Regions from separate parts of the Mus musculus genome. Here region 2 is linked to region 1. Evidence: chromatin contacts called from public Hi-C data. All regions are on one chromosome and are shown on one strand. Each heading gives the region's core, a stretch centred on a gene start, on an enhancer-like site or on the middle of the called end of the contact. The rest is flanking DNA. Distances are from core to core; before and after follow the strand shown.

The links. Hi-C and Micro-C count contacts between places; a contact is called where the count stands out from the background.
Region 2: a contact with region 1 is called in a Hi-C map of cerebral cortex, with 1.7 times the contacts expected there. The contact joins two enhancer-like sites.

What each region holds. Positions count from the first base shown.
Region 1 is chr13:110,555,545-110,561,909 of GRCm38.p6, reverse strand. No RefSeq gene overlaps it. Among named protein-coding and RNA genes, the nearest start is that of Gm32990, 10 kb to the left of the region's middle. Within about 2 kb of position 3,694, at least 51 of the 459 cell types and tissues checked have an H3K27ac peak or open chromatin away from gene starts, as enhancers often do. A contact at or near this core is called in cerebral cortex, where this site is marked.
Region 2 is chr13:111,043,253-111,050,272 of GRCm38.p6, reverse strand. No RefSeq gene overlaps it. Among named protein-coding and RNA genes, the nearest start is that of 4930526H09Rik, 140 kb to the right of the region's middle. Within about 2 kb of position 5,677, at least 47 of the 459 cell types and tissues checked have an H3K27ac peak or open chromatin away from gene starts, as enhancers often do. A contact at or near this core is called in cerebral cortex, where this site is marked.

The sequences.
Region 1 (6,365 bases), core at 2,445-4,944:
CACTAGATGGGGGGGGGGGGATAGGAGAGGGGCGATGAAGAGAGAGGGGGAGGAGGAGAGAAGGTTCCACTACACGATGGACAGGGATTGGAAAAGGGCAAGGAGAAGAAGCAATATGAAGTTAGGGAAATTCATTATATAAATGAATGAAATTGTCAATTTAAATGAAGAACATGCCCCCGGTGGGAGATTAACATCCTTACAAGTCAGGTTTTATTTCTGATGTTTCAGATAAACGAAGAGGAACCCAGGCTCCCTTGTGAAGACCTAGGGTTTGATACCTCCGATGGGCCACGATGGAAATGAAAGCTTAGGAAACAAAGAAAAACCTAAACTAAACTAAAACCAGCTTTGTTTCCTTTATGCACATAGGTCAGTTTCAAAAGTAAGAAAAGGATGCATGGGGTAGCCGCTAGAATCATCGTCCAGTTATGAAGTTCATCTTGTCCATCTCTGGCTATATAGTTCTTAAGAAACCCGAGGAGCGAAATAAGGAAATACGGTGCATTATGCAAAAGAAGTTATGATTAGCTACAACAGCAAGCAGGACCTCAGTCCTAGGCCGATTCTTATCTCATATCAGCAACTAGACATTCAAAGCCAATATCCAACCAGGAACCGCGGAGCAATGGTAAACGGAAGTGCTTAGAGTTCCTGCTTAGAAGCATTGATCGTCAATTCCCTCTGGTTCCTTTGCACAGAATGCAATAGAATGGCCCAGTCTCCATCCATCATTAAGGGGCTAACTTGAGATAATTTAGCTTTCTATGTTAAACATTTTATTTGTGTGTATTATGTGAAGGTGTGTCTGTTTACACAGGTACATTCCAGCCATGTCTCCAGGCTGTATGCCTCCGCGTGCACCAGGCTTGCCAGCCCTGGAGGTTCCTGGGATTTTCTTGTCTTCTTTTCTCAATGTAAGCATGATGCGATTACCCATCCTCACTAATTTATTTGACATTAATTTGCGTTTCGGGATCTACACTCCAGCCTCTAAGCTCGCACAAGTACTTTCACCCACTGAGTCATGTTTAAAAGGAGCCGAAGCAGGCGTTCTCTTACACGGAGAGCGAAGCTTGCCAGGGAGGAAACTGCAGAAGCAAAACCAAAACAGACGGAGAAGTTCCGAGTGTCCTTAAGAAGTTTGTACTGCCTGAGTTCCTCTTACATAAGTGCCTGCTGTTTTGGGCTAACACGGGGCTGAGGAACAGAGCTCCTGTGGAGAAGGTCTACATCTATGCGTGCTATGGTTTGACTCAGTGTAACCTACAGGCCCGTGTGGAGGCTTGATCCACAGCGGAGGTGGTGTTGCCTTTAGGTGGTGCAGGCAAATGGCAGGCCTTAAGCCAATGCGGGCAAGGCACTTAAGGGGATGTTGGACACCTAACCCATTCCCTTCCTCCTTGCTCTTTGCTTCACAGACATCATGAAGTGAAACGCTTGCTCCACCATGTTCTCCAATCTGATGTGGTCTCACTATCCTCAGACCCAAACTTGAATTGAAACTGTGAGAGAAATAAACTTGTCTTGGTTAAAAGTTGATTTATGTCAGGATTTTGTTAAAGTAAGAGAAAACTGACTAGCACAATATGCATACTTAGATGTACGTATATGTGTGTATACACACACATGCATGGGTATGCAGACATATGCATGTATGTATGTGTATCGGTGCTAGGGGATATAGGGTCAAAAGAAAAGATGTTTAAAAGAGTGTATGAGTTATATGTTCCCTTTTCGAAAATAGAATTCCAATTCTTTGGTTTGTGCATCATATATAGTATCCCATATAGGTAATGTTTTTTCTTATAACTCTTTACTTTGTCACGCACACAGTTTCTTTTCTGTCTTTCGGCTGTTAAAATAGCAAATAATCCAGGTTTACTTTTGCCCAGCTTCCTTCTTTCATCTTATATGTCATTGCTTATATGTCATTGCTAGCATTTTTTCCCCCAGAGCTTGGGCCTGTTGTCTCAGCAACTGCTTTCCCCTCTGCTCCATCATTTATCAACGGCACTGGTTTTGCTTCTGTGTTTATTTTCCTTGAGTCTCAGAGGATGACTTTTCTGGAGACCAGAATGTCATGTATGCCCAGTGTCTCATAGAACTTCTTGCATATAAAAATAAAGATAGTTACATACATTGTTGGCAAACAGAAAATCTGAGCAGTAGATGAAATACTGAACAACATATGACATATATGCAGGATATTTCTCGGCTGTGGTATACTTGTTGACCCTATACAAAGCCCTAGATTTGATTTCTAGAACATCAATGAAATCTTTACATGTCAAAAAGAGTTAGTAAACCAGAATTATGCCTAGAATATAAGGCCATGGATCATGTAAAGATTTGTGGATTGACGTGCAAACTCTAGTACATCAATTGCTTTTCTTGGCCCTTGTTATAATCTTTGTCTCTTTCCTTCATTTTGAACTATATCTGGACCTAGAGTGATCAGTAAAGATAAGAAGCTGTATGCCTGGAGAAACCTGAGTGTCAAGCCACCCTATAAGGTTATCCTACTCAAGGGAAGAGCCTGGTCCAGAACATGACACCAGTTGTCTTCTCCTGTCTCTATTGCATGAGTAGAACCAAACACAGTGGCACACACTTATAGTCCTTGGTGCTTGGGAGGTAGACAAGATGGATGGCATGTGCCAGGTGACCAATGTTAGCCTGAGCACCATAGCAAGACCCCCATTTCAAAACAAGAAAATAGTTTTGTCTAACAGTGACAGCTCTCTCCATGCCTATTCAGTAGCTGTTAAGACGCAAAGCTTCCCTTCAGATGACAAATGATACATTGTTGCCCTTATAATGAAACAAACTTGCCATAGACCCAGCTTTGATTTCGGAGTTTTGTCAAGGTAACTCAGACATAAGGATTACTGTCCTCAGAGATGTGTCTAACCCTGAACTGTCTTCCAGATTAGGCTACAGAACCCAGTATCTGGAACTTCAAGAGGTGCGATGCCTCTCTTTGCTCTGCTTTGCTGTCACCTAGAAGCAGCAGCTGCTGCTGAGGAAAGATGACCTAGAGGATGTCTGGGGCCATTGCAGCCAGAGGAAGAAGAGGAGGGGCTGACTGAGTTGAATTGGCAAGTTGTGTGATTAAGTCTGAATGGATAAATGTCATACATGAGAAACTGTGCTACTGTAACACTGGATCCATGAAGGTGAGTTAGTTTAATGTCTGTTGGAAGCCTCACAGAGGTATTTGGGGAAACAGACCCTGAACTGTCGGATAAATTACTTCTGGAACGAAGCTCAAAATTATCCTAGAAATGAAGCTATGCACCAAAGCAGGAAACTCCTCCTGCGAAGCTCACGTGGTCATCTTTCTGGGCCTATTACAGGGTGGAAATTCAGTCTTCCTCGTCTTAATTAGCGTTTGTGGTTTCATAAGGGTGGCCCAAGTCGTGAAATTTCCTCTCTGTGTTATTGTACAGAGGATTCCGCGAGAAGGGACCGCAAGCCCGAGTCCTTCACAGTTTTGTTGAAGAATGTCAGCAAATTACCATTGTTTGGAATCACACGCTCATAAGCTGGGCAGCAGAATATTTATGATACGAAAACAATCACAAAAGCCTTTGCCGCGCTGCCTTATTGACACAGCTTTCCCGTCCCCACATCTTGCTTCCTCTCAGGAAAGTGGGACGTGTTGGATGATTTCCCAGGTTCTATTTGGAGAGGAAGTCTATACGTTTTCCACCACGCAGACCCTGCCAATCTGCACACTCCAAAGAACACCTGCAACTAACAACTACGCCTGCTCTCTTTTGTGTGCCCGCAGCTATCAAAATAAATGAGTTACCCCGGTTGGGAAAATTACATCTCTTTTCGGAGTAACCTTGCTCTCTGCACGTGCGCAAGGAGTCAGACACCGTGATGCTGTGCCCAGTGCTCCTGACTAGAATTATAATCCAGACATTTTGCGTTACGTCATTGTCAGTAAGTGTACTAACAAGAGCTATTAAGATCTCATGACCTGCCTGTCCCCTTTTTACTAGTACTTCTCCCCTATTCTGCTCACGGTTGATTCTTAACCAGTATAATAATGGGAAAGAAGGACCTGCCTCTTTTCTTTGCCCAGATCTGCCACTAAGATTTTGAGTCCTCTCTCCCCTCCCTCCCTTCCTCCCTCCCTCCCTCCCTCCCTCCCTTCCTCCCTCCCTCCCTCCCTCCCTCCCCCCTCCCATCTCAAGCATCCTTGTAGGCTAGCATTCAAAAGAGAATGGACAGTTGCTTTCCTCCTGAACATCTGTCCAAGCCCCCAGGATCTGAACTTTGGCTCAGAACGCTGAGAACTCACAGCAGCTGTATGGTCAGCTTTCAACACAGCACATGCATGGGGAAGGACTTGCTGCTCAAATGAATGTTCATTTACTGTTGGGTATTTAGCAACCCTGCCCTCGAACATAGGGCTAGTCACAGAATATTCCTTTGATGGAAAAAAATAGCAGGAGATACATCCACAAGCAAAAAAAAAAAAAAAAATCAAAACAAAACAACGAAAACAACAACAGCAAAAAGCTCCAAACCCTAATCACTACATCTAACAAATTCTGCTTCTTCCCTGATGGTCCTGTTGCTGCTGTAGCCACTCCTAATATATCTCCGGGCACAGTAATGATGCTGGTGATGGTGATTCCAGGTTTGGGGTGGTGGTATGAGGTGCATAGGTCTGTGCACATGAAAAGAGATCGCTTTGGCTCAGCACCCACCTCTACTTTGGAATTGCCCCAGGCAGGACAGCCTGGTTTGGCAAAATATGTACCCGACTTCTAGATACTGGGAAATGCACCCCAAAGCTACAGCATCTATATCCCGTGTCTTCAGTCACTCCTTGGGGATTGGCTACTTCCTTTAAGTGACTCAGTGTCAAGGGTTCAAAACGTTCAGATAAAACCATTTTGAAGTGTTCTGTTCTGGCCAGATTGACTTCCTACCCTGTCCCTCCCTGCTGTTCATCTCCTTTAAATACTCCTAAAGCTTTTAGTCATCTTACAGAACACTCAAGCTTAACGCCTTCACTGGGGCTTTCTGGTTATTTTGAGAACATCCTACCCAGAACAGGCCACATCTCCTTATGCCGATTTCTGCTCTCTCTCTCTCTCTCTCTCTCTCTCTCTGTCTCTCTCTCTCTCTCTCTCTCTCTCTCTCTCCCCCCTAAGCTTAACAATTCTGGACCATAACAATTCTCCAAGCTCCCAGCAGCAATGGTCTCCTTTTAGTAAACAAGCCATTGAATTCTCCTACTTAACCAAGCTCCCTAGCAGTCGTGATGCTGGGTTTCGCCTGACCATCATGATGCCACGCCTCCATTTTCAGCCTCATCCACGTGCCTTGGCAAAAGCTACCTCTAAAAAGTCCCTTAACCCTCAACAACGGACCTTTAAACTCTGATATTTCCAACAAATGTTAACATATGATAATATCTCTTGGGATTCTTCTGATATGAGATGAAAACAAGTCACTATTGTTCCTATGCCACTCCTACATGGGGGTTCTCTATATTCTGCTGCTGATTCTGACAGACACCATATAACCACTGGCAACTAGCACCAGTGATCACTGGTGATACAAGAGACATCTTACCTTTGCATTAGGAAAATAGAAATGGAAGTGTTTTTTTTTTTTTTTCAAGAGACGGTGATGAGTAGGAGCAGCTCTGAAATTTAATAGTGTTTTCTGTAAGTCTTTTCTTACATTGAGGAGAATAAACATGCTAAATTAGTGTGACTTACCATAAAGCATGCAGCAGTAAAAGCAGGGCTCCCATTTCCGCTTGAAGGTTTTGCACATGTGTAGACATCTGTGCGTTTCACAGTCAAAGAACCATGCAAATGTCTGAGTCACACGTAGTTATAAATTTGTTTATTCATGAATGCATTCGCTAAAACACTTTAATGTAACCCTTTCATTTTAGAAGCTTTGCAAAGTTGCTTAAAAAAATAATAATCATCCTTTTATTTAAGAGCTAATAATATAAAGAAAAGATAGATATATAAACTGCTGATATTTTTCAAAGCATGGCGAGCCTTACTTGAGACCTTTTGGGCACACAGGACAGACAGACAGACAAGCAGGATCTTCTGGCAACTTCAAGGTCAGGAGGAAGCCAGATTCCTCCTGTTGTGATTCCCTGCCAGGTTGTCTTGGAGACCATCATGGCTGTTGGAGCTTTAGCTATCACATCCGCATTCCAGATCCTAGGAAGAAGGAAGAGGGGAAGGGTCCCTTGCTTTTAAGGATGCTTCCTGGAAATCCCACACAATGCTTCTATTTATAACCACACTAGCAGTCAGGACAGTCACAAAATATAGGCTATGTGTTGGGACTTTTAGTTAGTGACAATGTTA
Region 2 (7,020 bases), core at 4,428-6,927, 490 kb before region 1:
ATGAGTAATTCCGAGCTGAAACGCCACCAGATGAATGCGAATCAGTTTTCTCTTCGGCTTTGTTTGACTTGCTCTTTGCAGAAGTGGACAACATCCATTTCCTAGGCACATTTTTTTTTTCTTCTTTTCTTTTAGGCTCAAAGGAATCCTAGCAAACAATGTTCTGTTGAGGAGGAAGTAGGGCTTACTTTAGTATTTACCCTGAAAAATTACATGTAGCAAGGCAGGAAGGAAACTATTTCAGATAGGATTCAAATATACTCATTGGATTCTTCTTGTTCCACTTCTGATTTCAGCAGAACCAGGACATTAATTTTTTAACCTAATGTGCAATTTTAGATACCATGAATTTCTATTGTTGCTGACAATGGCTTGCTCTGTTTACCTTACACGGCCTCCTCTTCATCATTTTTCAGTGAGGACTGACAGGTTCATATTTCGAAAACTTCTCTGCAATTGACAATAGCCAAATAAGACAAGCAATTACCAGCATAGTGTGCTTTGAGAGAAAAAAAATTACTACACTTTTGATGCCCTCTGGGTTTTGTGTGTTGCATGTGGGGGTGGATACATTACAGACCTCTAAACAACAAAGTTCATTTATCTCTTTTCATGAAACTTAGGGTGTAAACATTTCATACTCCTGTTCACCAGTGCCAGCAGCTCAGGGGGGTGTGAAGGAGGGCAATGTTTCCTGCTTATTGTTACAGTCTGTAGTATAGAACGGTGCTTGTTTATTCTAACAGTTTAATACCAGAAAAGTAAAGTAGAACCAGGTATCTCTTTTCCTTGGTTAATGTAGCATTCTGTAACTCTGCCTATGTCCTAAGGCCAATGAAAACCCTCGTGACAATGGAGAAAGGGGCTCTTCCAGTATCATCATGAATTTGCATGTTTTAAAATGAGATTGGGCTATTATACATATTATTCTATAAGCCACAAAGAAGAAAAGGCAGCATCGTTCCATCTATCCAAATCAGAAGATATTAGCCCCCATTCATATCATTGCATGATATCGTAGAGTACCATGAAAACTAGGCCTCATTGAGGAGCCCCTCAGGTCAGTTCCAGCACCTAGCAGATTTTATTAGTGAGGTAATAATACTATAGAGAGAGCTGAAGAGATGGCTCAGCAGTTAAGAGCACTGAATGCTCTTCCAAAGGGCCTGAGTTCAATTCCCAGCATCCAAATGGCAGCTCAAAACTATCTGTAACTCCAAGATCTGACTCCTTCACACTGAGATACATGTATCAAGCAGGCAAAACATCAATACGTATAAATAAAAATCAATTAAAAAAAGAATAGTGAAAAGCCAAGACAATGTCGAGAAATACTTGTTAAATGCATTGTTGCTCATATTTAATCATAATTCTTAGGTTCACATGAGACGTGCCACAGAGGATATCTGTGTGCTTCAGGCAGGGGTCTTCGTTCTGCGCTCCTTCCTGTAACACCCCCAACCCCACCCCAGCAAGCTCTGAAGCCTCTAAAGTCCTCTGTCACACACCCTAGAGTTTTCTGGTTTAATTGGTCTGGGATGTTGCTTGACTGGGGAATTTCGAAAGTTTTCATGTGATTTTAATATGCAACTAAGTTTGAGATCCACTAATTTTGTTTTGCTCCTACATCCTGCAAGAAGTTAAGGGAATTGGGAGAAGGTATGCATTATGAATGAAGCATAATACAGTTTATGGCTTGAAAAAAAAAATCTAGCATTTTCAAATTCCAGAAGAGCTGTTCTTTGTCAGGGCAAAAGGCAATCATCTCTCACTCAAACAAAGAGACACACCATGTATCTTTCCCATTTTGAGAGCTTATATGGCTAGTTCATCTTGCTCTTGACAGATAAATTGGTCTTTGCAATCGCAGAAGAAGTCAGGGTTCTGTCTTTCCAAAGGACGTCTGAGAAACTCTTAGCTAAACAGAGAGATGTGACAAAGTGTTATCCTCTGATGTGGAATGATGTTATGAAGGCTGACAGGCCAACAGCAAGGTCTGCTTCCTCAGGTCCCCACCATAACAGCATCTCACCTTCTTCCCAGAAATAGCAGATCTGATTTCTTCTAGCACATGCTTTGGCTGAAGAGTGAAGTAGTGATCTAGTGTCTTTCTGAGTGGCAGTGTTCTATCTGGTCTCTTGCACCCCACACTGGAGTCTCTCTCTTTAAGGTCCTAATTCCAGTGAGAGAGTCTGTCGATACCCCATTGGGTTACCACGCCATTCTGGTGGTTTTACGGTTCACCAGCATCATAGCTGGCAGGACTGTTAGCTGCTACCCTTCTTTGGATGCTCATTGCATGATATCGTAGAGTACCATGAAAACTAGGCCTCATTGAGGAGCCCCTCAAGTCAGTTCCAGCACCTAGAAGATTTTATTAGTGAGGTAATAATAACTGAATCCAGGAGTACAAATTCAGAGGTGGAAAATGGGGCCAGAACTGGTGTTAGGTCACATGTGACAGTGGAAAGATTCAAAGGAGAGCTAGGGCCTGTCTGGCTGGGAAGTCTGGAAAGAGGATAGGGCAAGCTTTGGCTGATATCAGGGAGTTGTCCCCAGCAAGAACTGTCAGATGTTTCACAAACCGTTTCCAGTCCACAAATGTGCAGATCGAATATATAGCAAAGAAATGAAAGGAGAGGGAGCCGATCCTCAGGTCAGTATGGCCAGACAAGATGCCACTACCCTCTTTGGTTTGAGGGGGTACTCACAAATTTCCAGCATGTTCCAGGGCTCCAGGTTGGGTGCCATCTATGACCCTCCCTGTCTCAGGGGATCAGTGGTGGATATTGGTCTATGAGGGCAAAGGAAGCAGAGGTGACGGATGGTGGAGGTTCAGAAGGCCAGTGAGTAGGTACAGAGATGATGACACTGGGACCAGCTGTGGGGAGTCAGATCAACTTTACTTGGGAATGATCAAGACTTATATAGTTTGGAGTAGGGTGTCAGAATATCCAGGATGAGCAAAGGTCATTGGTTGAAGGCTTACAGTACCGAGATGCCTCATTAGCATAAAGAGGCATTTCTGGAATCTCAGGTGCTAGCTGAACAGGCTATTAGCAGGAGAAAGGAAATCGAAGCTGTTATCTAACTAAGGCTATGTGACATTCTGCAGGAAGAGGTGTGTGTGGGTTTTTGAATTCCCCAGGCAAGGTCAGAGAAGGGGCAGCCCTGCTAGTGAAGGAAGTCCATCATTTTTGGCCAAGACCAGAAGGCTATATGGCAATGGTAAACTTCGACCTTATTTAGCATGGTTTTCTGACAGGCTATAAGGCTCTTCTGGTGGGGAGTTTCATTTATAAGAAATATATTTTAGATTCTTTAATTTGTGAAAAGAGATTACTTACTTTTGCTTTTGACAACGAGGCTTTAAGTTTTATGTAATAGAGAGTAAGTCACATATAGAACCTAGAACCAGAATCTTTAAAACAATTATCATTTATGTTTTGAGATTATAATTACCTCGGTTTCTGCAGTCCAAGCAGTTTCTGCAATCCAAGCCCTCTTCTATACTCATTGTCCTCTTTCAGATTCTTGGCTTTTTAAAACTGTAAGTGTTGGGGTGTGTGTGTGCGTGTGTGTGTGTGCGTGTGTGCATGTATATACAGGGCTGACCATTTACTTTTAGGTAACCAGTTAGCGTGTTCTTCTCTGGGAAAGACTCTTTCTCCCACTCTCGGCATTCCTTAGTTGCCTGTAGTTTGTTGTGTAAAGTTGAAGCGTACTGTTTTTTTCCTATCTGCTTTAGCATGTCTATTGCTGTTGTCCCTGTCCAGCTCACGTGTAGACAGCGTGTTGATGAGACTTTACGGATGTAACTTCTGATATTCCTAAGAGATGCAATCTCACAGCAAACTCCCTGATCCTCTGGCTTTTACAGTGTTTTCTCTCCTTCTTCCACAGTGTCCCCTGAACCTTTGTACAGGAGCTGTTTCACTTAGTTCAATAAGACAGTCTTCCTCCCACAGGTCTACTTGGATAAAATAAATATATATCAGTGGCTCTTAACCTATGGGTACTGGCCCCTGAGGGGATCTAACCACCCTTTCACAGGGGTCACCTAAGACTATTGGAAAACACAGATATTTACATTCTGATTCATAACAATAGCAAAATTACAGCTACAATGGTTGGGGGGGGTCACACGAGATGTAGAACTGTACTAAAGGGTCACAGTGTTAGGAAGGTTGAGAACTGATGCTATGCACCCAGCCCTTCCCTATGACTGTCCTGTCTGTCTTTGCTAGTTGAGCTAATAGCATGCATGAGTGTCTTGCAGTTTCTTGGAAGACAGGCATGAAATCACTTACCTTTCTGCTGTGATGGGCTAATAAAAATAGGCTTCCTCACAATGGGTCCGATTCTTCTGGAGAAGAAATTCTTCATGGAATCTGAAAAGTCAGGCCAATGTGGTTTGTGTCCCTATTGCTTTCCTGCAGACTATGTTAAGACCACTCAGAAGGTTTCATGCCAGTAAAGGTGCGCCTTCACTTTTTGGCATCCACAATAGGGTCTGGGTTTGGTAACTGTATATGGGATAGATCTCCAGGTGGGACACTATTGTGGATGCCAAGAAGTGCATGCTGAAAGGAGCCTGAAATAGCTGTCTCCTGAGAGGCCCTGCCAGAGCCTTACAAATACAGAGGCAGATGCTCACAGCCAACCATTGGACTGAGCATGGGGTCCCCAATGGAGGAGTTAGAGAAAGGACTGAAGGAGCTGAAGGGTTTGCAACCCCATAGGAAGAACAGCAATCTCAACCAAACAGAAGTCCCCACTCCCCTAACCCCAGAACTCCCAGGGACTAAACCACCAACCAAAGAGTACACAAGGAGGGACTCAAGGCGTCAGCAGCACATGTAGCAGAGGATGGCCTTGTCAGGTATCAATGGGAGGAGATGCCCTTGGTCCTATGAAGGCTCTATAGATGCCCCGCTGTAGGAGAATCGAGGACAAGGAGTTGACAGTGGGTGGGTGGGTGGAGGAACACCCTTATAGAAGCAGGGGGAGGGACGATTGGATAGAGGGTTTCCAGGAGGGGGGAACTGGGAGAGGGGGTAATATTTAAAATGTAAATAAAGAAAATATCCAATAAAAAAGATACACTTTCACTTGATATCTCGGTGAACTATGAGTCCTAGAAAAGGAACCCAGCCATCGTCACTTGTAAGTCATAGCCCAGCCAGGGCCAGCACAGGCAGCTCTTTGGCTCTCTTCCCCATTTCCTATGGCCCAGGAGGTTCACCTTTTGGGCTGAGTTTGGCTATAGCTCTTGTTCATGTTGCTTCCTTATCTTCTATCAAATTAAAATCGCTTTGTTTCTTTCTTACTTAAAAATTATTAATAAACTTGGCTGGCATTCAACCAAGATAAGCAGCCAGGATGAGTTTATGTTTAAGTTTGGGGGCCTATAATTTTTGTCTCTGAGCACACTGGACTGACATCTCCCTGGAGGGGTGGGTCTTCCATATGCATGATCGTATAAATAGCGAGGCTTTGTAATATGGGGGTGCAGCAGCCTCAAAATAGCTAAGCTGGAAGATGTTATGATAATGCTATTTTTTTTTTAGCCTCATGCATCTGTGTGGAGGGAACAACATCTTATTATGTGTACATAATGTGCTCACCAAGTGCCTAGCAGACGGCAGTTGGCTTTGCTTGGAGAGCAAGGCTGATGACAAGCCTCCGCACACGGTTACCCAGAGAAGCATAAATTAGACCTGGAGTCACAGTGCTGGGGAAGCAAGATAACATCCTGGGAACGGTTCAGCCTGAGAGCTGGTGTGCTGTGCAGTGAGAAAGAGGGAGAAAACGAAGTGGAGAGGCTACGTGCCAAATGGCTCAGGTCTGCAGAGCACGCTTCTATCATCCAAGGCTGGTCCTTTGTTAGTCCTAGACCCTTTATCTCTTAAAAACTTCCTACCCAGTTAAAAATCAACTCCTAATTGAGTGGACTTGTTTGGAAGAGGATAGAGTCCAGCCATGAGAAAAATAGAGTGTGTTTGAATAGAACACAGAAGCCAAAGTAAAGATTTTGAAATAATAGATTGCTGCTTGGAATGGAAGGGTGTGTGTGTGTGTGTGTGTGAGGGGGGGGGATCATTACATTAATACCATCTTGGCAACTCTTCCAAATCCTGCAGGTAAATTTTACTCTTTGTGTATTATTTACTAATAAAATAGCATGCTAAGTTCTACCCATTGTGTGCTATTTATGAATAAAATAACACGCTGAGTTTCATTAGCCGAATACCTTGTCCATTTCTCACTGTACCCCTTTTGTAATTAATCCTATGTTATTGGTGACACCGTTTTGGTTAGAAGAGTTTTATCTCTTCCTTTTACATGCACCACACACCACATCCTCCCCAAGGTGCAGGAGTGACATCTCACATTGAAATTTGAGACTGTAACCTAAAACCCAAACCCAGGAAGGAAACCACATGCCACAAAACAGACCTTTCTTCAGTGTGGCCAAGGCTTGATCTCCTGAGGATCCAGGTCATAAGGTCATAGAGTCATCATTGAATCTAGAAGGGAGAAGTGCTTGTCCCCACTACAACCTTGAATTGAGTCATGCCAATGGGGCTGAGTTTTAAACAGTAGCATCAGCCCCAGAGCCCAATGGCTCACATAACTGCTGACCCTGGTCATGGAAATCAAAAGTTAGAAGAGCAAAGTGAGAGTATCTGCGCCTCAGCAGTGGTGTGAGCATGGGGAGAGGTGATTTAAGGAAGCTAAGGTTATTGCCTCCATTTTAATAGGAAGCCCAATCAGGTCCTGGCTGTTTAATGTAGACATGTTTTTAACGATCAAAGTATAAACATGTCACCTACGAAATAAACACTAATCTTTATTACAGACGTCAGTTCAGCTCTGGAAACTCCAGTTGTGAGTTTAGCAGGAGAGAATGACTTCTGCTTTTCATGAGGCTAATTCCTCTGAAATTTTATAAGGAAAAAACTTTTCAGGAAAATATTTTTTTATTTATTTGATTTCTCTACAATAATATGCTCAGAG